Linked DNA regions of Zea mays: region 2 is linked to region 1. A link is a contact called in public Hi-C data. All regions are on one chromosome and are shown on one strand. Each heading gives the region's core, a stretch centred on a gene start, on an enhancer-like site or on the middle of the called end of the contact. The rest is flanking DNA. Distances are from core to core; before and after follow the strand shown. Region 1 holds the start of LOC103644647. Region 2 holds the start of LOC100217227.

Region 1 (2,991 bases), core at 144-2,643:
CAACACCGCACCCACTACTATACAGAGATAGAGATAGATGCATCCGAAGCGTTCATGGCTCGCTCGCTGTCAGTCTCAGATCAAATTAAAGGCTAGGGTATATACTAATATATACTACAGCTTAATTAGTAAGATCCACTAGTGTTACTATATATCATCCCATGATAAAGGCCACTCAGCACTCCTAACTAAATTAAAGCCACAACAGAGATTGAAAGCCACTCCGATCTACATGGTGCCCTGCACAAGCACGCAGATTCCATCGTTCACGTACTAATTTGTGTGTGTGCTGTGCACGCGCGCCTGCTATGTGCTATAGCAAACCATATACGACCTTTCTATGGCAAAAAACTCCACGATTTGAACTTTGAGAACTTTGTAAAGGCTAGTTTTGGAACTTTATTTTCCAAAAGAAAAATGAACTAATTTCACAGCATGCCAACATACTTGCATTTCATTCCTCAAGGAGAGGTGAAGCATATAGTAGCAAGACGATCCAAGGCCGACCGCAACTCTGCAAGTCGAATGACTGATTTGAATTTTAGGAAGTGGAGGCCGAAGCTGTCGTTGAAGATCTTCGCAAATATTTCAATTCTTCTGCAAACATACACAGTTCCTGCTTACCTTTTTTTTTGTGTGCATGCTTTTGCATTAGTATGTTTGTTTATTTATTACTGCACATAAAAAGTTCAATCAAAAAAAGGATATACGGACAAGCGAAGCGATTGTAAGTTCGTTGTGCCTAAACTATGTTGGTTGCCAGGCAAATGCCCATTATGTTTGTAGGTATCAGATTTCAACGGAAAGTATGAAATCTCTCCTGCACTTGACTGACCGGTTTGGTTGACTTCTCTCCGTAGCTTGGCTGCATGAGCCAGGCTGGCGGAAGCCTGACTCCAGAGATGCGACCAATTTCCTTACGCCTAGAGAGCCTGGTCTAAGGTGCTTTGAGTACCGTACGAGCATGACTCTACATCTACACGCAGGCAACCAAACACACACCTCGCACGCGTAGAGCCTGGTTGACAACAACCAAACACCACCTCATTGCATCCTACGATACCAATAAATACAGTCAACCAAACACACGGGACGTGAATCAAAATCACTCGTACTCCGGACAGGAAAATAACTAGGCTGCGCCTGCACATGCAGGCTATGCTCGGCCGGTACAAGTCATCATTAATCATATGCATGCACACGCTCGTGGCAAGCGTGTACAACCAATCGTTGTATATGTTTTGATGGCACCTAGAGAATTTGGTCAAGAATCTACCCATCCTTATGGGCTGGTGCGCCCGCGCATTGGGCCGTTCGCGGGCCGTGCGATCGTCGGCTCATTTTAGCCACGTGACGGCGCCACGCGGTCGGCATGACTCTTGTTATGCACTTATGCTCTTCCGGCCGGTTCCGTCCGCCGCTGGCCGCATCACCCAAAGCAAAACAACAGCGGGAGGGATCAGTGGAACCGCGGACGAGCGGGAGAGGCCGGAGAGAGGGAAAAACAGCTACTGCGACGAGGAGACGCAACCCACAAACAGGCCGCGCCCACCTTCACCGTCCCGACACGGCCGGCCAACCTACCAACGCGACACGGCCACTGCACTACGCCCAAACAACGCGACACGGCCAACCTCGATCGAGACGTCGACGGGACGAAACCTCTCCGTGACCGTGAGAGAACCTTCGCCGGAGCTCGGAAGGAGCGTGCTGGTGCAGCTTGTGGGCCGCGGGATGCAGTCGCTGCGAGGAGCGCAGCGGGAGTGCGCGGGGCCCCGGGGCCGCAGGGTGGCGGGCGACACCGAGGAGCTGGAGGAGGGGGAGGCCTGCTCCGACGCCGACGGCGAGGCCTTCGTCGACCCCGACGTCGCGTTCTCCTATATTGTGAGTACCCCAGGCCTGGCCGCCTGGCACCCTCCTTCCTCGTTTAATTCGGCGGCGGGCTTCCTGTGCCGCTGAATTCGGTGCGGTAGAGGCGCAATTCACTTCGGTAAGCAGAGCTGCCCCAACAGCCAAATTATTCGCCAGAGAGGTTTTGGGAGATTTGTACGGTCAGGCTTGGCGCTTCAATACTTCATCAGTGGGCCTGCTTTGGTTCAGTGAGCGCTCTGAGCTCTGCACATTCAGCGTCCTAGTACTGTGGACGGGACTGTTAGCCATGCGTGTTTTTGTCCACGTTAAAGCTATGCGCAGTGTCGACGAACGGTAAATGAAGCGCTACACAGATCGAGTAAGGCATCCAGTAAAAAAAAATCCCACAGCCAAACACTCTATCAAATACTCTAAATTTGTCCAAGCATTTTCATGGCTTCATCAACACAGTGTTTCGAACCTAGATCCGACAAGTAAATTTATTGTGCGCGTTCCGGGCTCCGGACGGTGTGCACGGTGGGCGCAAAATTTATATTGGTTCGGATAGAATGTCCCTAATTCTAGTTATCAGTGGCTTACGCTATCAACACCATTGATGATCAAAGCTCGTAGTAGGGGTTACACGCGGGCAAGAGTCAGGGCCGTTTCTGACTGTTTGGGGGCCTGGAGCGAAATCTAATATGGAGGCCCTATATATATATATATATATATATATATATATATATATATATATATATATATATATATATATATATATATATATATATATATATATATAATATAGTCTCTCTATTTCTGTATATAAACACATATTAATGAACATTCAATAAAAAATAGTTCTATTCCATGTTTTAAAGATTATCAAATTGTGCATGTGCATCTGATGAATTAGATATATTCTCATGATCACTTACATTGTTATCATCGGCGTTGATATCAACTTGTTCTTCTTCTTCTATAGAATTGCCATTGGTTAGTTCCTCTGCCCCCACAGGAACTATTGCCAACGCATACACATCATTTGGATTCGTCGAAGCACTGATATTGCTCTTGAAAAACTTGTCAATAGCTCCTCTCTATGAGTCTATGAGATCATCCACACATTTTTTCCTTTTTTTT
Region 2 (3,327 bases), core at 776-3,275, 310 kb before region 1:
TTATAGCAGGATGTTTTAGCCATGTAGCAGGGTTCTCTGTGTACTTGGGATTGGTCCTCTTTCTTTCTCTCTAATATATAAAAGATACACAGTCCTCCTGTGTGTTCATGAAAAAAGAAACAAACACCTACCACTAGGACACGATTAAGTGGCAGTTTATAATAGGCAGCAAGTGGGCCGACCTGCAAGTGAAAACAGAGACTGATCACTAGTAGTCATCAAACAAGAATTGTGTAAACGATTTTGTATGTCCAGTTAAAGAAAATAAGACATACATAATCAGAAACCCATAATGCATCAAGATTACTATCAATAAACAGAACACATGGTTAAGGGTGTGTTTGGTTTGGCTTTTGGCTTTGGCTTTTGCCCCCTAAAAGCCAAAAGCCAACCAAAGGGCTGGATCCAGGAAGCAGCTTTTTCTAAAAGCCGACTTTCTCGTAGTGCAAAACTGAAAGCACCCCTGGACCTGCTTTTAGTGGCTTTTGGATGGAACTGTGAAAACATATATCGAAGAACTTTTAACGACTTTTAGTGGTTTCCACCAAACGATTTTTAGCTTTTTAACAGCACACAGCCTACAGCAGCTTTTTCCACAGCTCACAGCCCACAGCAACTTTTTCCACAGCCACAGCCCAACCAAACAGACCCTAAGTTTACATCATTACATGTGCAATGGGACCTCAAATTCAAGAGGTAGCAGGTGAAACATCGGATAGCATTTAGTTGCATCAGCTAAATTAATGCCCATACCACAGAAAATCAGTGAAAGAAACAAAGTATGCAAGAATAGAATAGTACAAGGCAGGAGAACTAGGAAACACGCCCAGAAGTGTCACTTACAGATTCTCCACTGAGATTCATATAAGTCTGGGGCTTGGCAAGAAGAACAGGGACTCCATCAACCATCCCTGAATCAATGGCGCGGACAACACATTCATTTAACCCTTTGTGCTAAGAAACAAAAACATGTATCACAAAATATGAGGAGTGATATTCTTTCTCAGGGTGCGTAAATGGCGCCAAACCTTCACCAAAGAGTGCTTTGAAGTAATGTGTAGTCAGGGGTATACCCTGGGATTGCGCAAATGCATCTATCATATCAAAACCCACCTGTGAGCAAACAAATTGCAAGAAAAAATACGAACATAAGTACCATGATATTGAGAAATTTTGAGATACAAGATGAGATGTGCAACTTACGTTGTGCCTGGTGGATTGATACTTCTCACCAGGGTTGCCAAGACCCACAAATAACCATGGTTGTATCGGGGAGAAGGACGAGGAAAAAGATGAATATGATGAAGATGTCTGAACGGTAGAAGTACAACATTTTGAAAGGAAGGGCATGAATCTATTCCAGGGCATCTCCTTCACGGTTTATTCAATCAGATCCGTCCAGAAATCTAATGAGCCAAAAAATCAGATGTCAATGTCTTGAAAGCAAGACAAATCTGTTCTTGAAATACACCACAGTGAACCAGACAGGAACATAAAAATATGAACTGAACAGCTAGCACATCCAACACTGCCTTATACTTACACATGCCAGAACTAAGATCGGTTTAAACCTTGCAGTGCAGCAGAAAATCAGATATTCAGAACTGAATTTGGCATATAATCTTAGCTTAGGCATTTCATCGAACACCTCCAGGGAGAGACGGTAGTGCTGCACTGCTGCTCCCATCTTCTCGATTCGTACAAGCGTTTGCAATTTAGGAAAGGAAAATTTCAATCAGTCCGTACCCCTGCTGCCGTGCTGCGCTGGAGCGCCTTCTCCTGACCTCCTATGCAGCAGTGTGCAGTTGGTGTTGTCTGCGGCAGCTCGGCGCAGTTGGTGTTGTCTCGCAGGCCATCGGCCATTAGCCATTAGCCATTAGCCATACAACATACTAATAATACTACCTGACCGCTTGTAGAAATAGAAGAGAGCAGCTGGGCACTGCCTCGACGGCGATGAGCTTATAGATTAGGCTGGCTGGCAGGCAACGAGCGTCATGGAGTGAGGCTGTGACTGTGAGGGAGATATGGTGGTTGTGCGGCACTGGGCGGCCGGCCGCGGGCGATGAGATGGGCAACAACAGGATGCCGGGACGGCAGTCGGCAGCCGGCAGGAATGCCCACTAGGGTAGAGCAGGCGCGTAGGTGGATGCCTGAGTTGCTTTGTTGGGCTCGAGGTCAGGCCGTCAAGGACTCAGGGACATGTCTCATACTCTCATGGACTCATGGGCCGCGGCCCGCGGGAGGTGGCACCTGGCCGGTGGGTCGTTCCAGAGGTGGGGACATGGAGTTTGAGTACGGGTAATTCGGCCGAATTTTTTGTTTTTAGCCCCTTTTATGACACAAATCTACGTTTGGACCCCCACAAATTTTATTTACACGTTTGGATCCGATGCTCGGCGTCATAGGCTGTGGCGCCGAGGTAACACAGCTCGGCGCCACAGCCTATGGCGCCAAGCTGTGACGTGGCCATGGCGGGCAGGGGTGACGTGGATGTCCGCATGGCACCTAGCTCGGCGCCACAGATCTTGGCGCCGAGCTAGGAATTAACCACAATCCCCTTTTCTCTGTGTTTCTTCTCTGTTACTTTTCAGCTTCTACGCGCCCTAGCCGCCGCTGTTCCCGACCACCGCCGAGCTCCGCCCTCCCCGCCCGCCGAGCTTCGACGACCGCGCTCGCTCGCCCCGCCCGCCGAGCTCGCCAGCGCCGGCCGCCGCGCGCCTGGCACCACGCCAGCTCCCGCCCCGGCCCGGCCACCGCGCCACCGCGCCAGCTCCCGCCCCGGCCACTGCCGCCAGGTAATTTTTTTTTGTTTTTAATTACTTAGTTATTAAATTGTTAGCTATTGTTAGTGTTTAGTAATTAGTTAGCTATCCACTTATTTATTGTTTAGTAAATAGTTAGATATTTATTTTCTTGTTAGTGTTTATTAAAATAGTTAGCTAGTTTCTTGCTTAGCATATTGTTAGTGTTTAGTAAATTCTTAGTGATTATATAGTTAGCATTTTGTTTAGCACATTGATATTACATGTTTTCTGTGTTGGCAACCATCATGTTGTCGTTTATTTGCAGGTTCTATAAACATCACTTTACAGGGGAGGTGCTGCCAAATTTTTTATTGACAATAGTTTTTTTTGTACGTAGGTGTTCATCCGACTTGACCTTCTCCACCGTTAGCTGGACTCGTACGCGATCTCAGGTATACATTGTTTTCGTACATTATTCATAGATTATGTAATTTCGTTTGATGTGTTCATTTAATATTTACTATATAGTTATTAGTTAATATATATTTATTACTTAGTAAGTTTTTAGGCTTAAGTATAT

What was found. A called contact is a pair of places that touch in the nucleus more often than the background predicts.
Region 2: a contact with region 1 is called in a Hi-C map of ear, with 2.1 times the contacts expected there. The contact joins the promoter of LOC100217227 here to the promoter of LOC103644647 in region 1. A contact is called at or near these places in 2 of 25 Hi-C or Micro-C datasets (ear and leaf).

Annotation. Positions count from the first base shown.
Region 1 is chr1:59,259,281-59,262,271 of Zm-B73-REFERENCE-NAM-5.0, reverse strand. LOC103644647 reads left to right here and starts at 1,393. Exons shown (of 12, transcript XM_035961425.1): 1 at 1,393-1,884. The coding sequence starts at 1,393.
Region 2 is chr1:59,565,513-59,568,839 of Zm-B73-REFERENCE-NAM-5.0, reverse strand. It overlaps LOC100217227, which reads right to left and starts at 2,025. Exons shown (of 9, transcript NM_001143583.1): 1 at 1,747-2,025; 2 at 1,204-1,406; 3 at 1,029-1,113; 4 at 844-911; 5 at 132-182. The coding sequence starts at 1,368.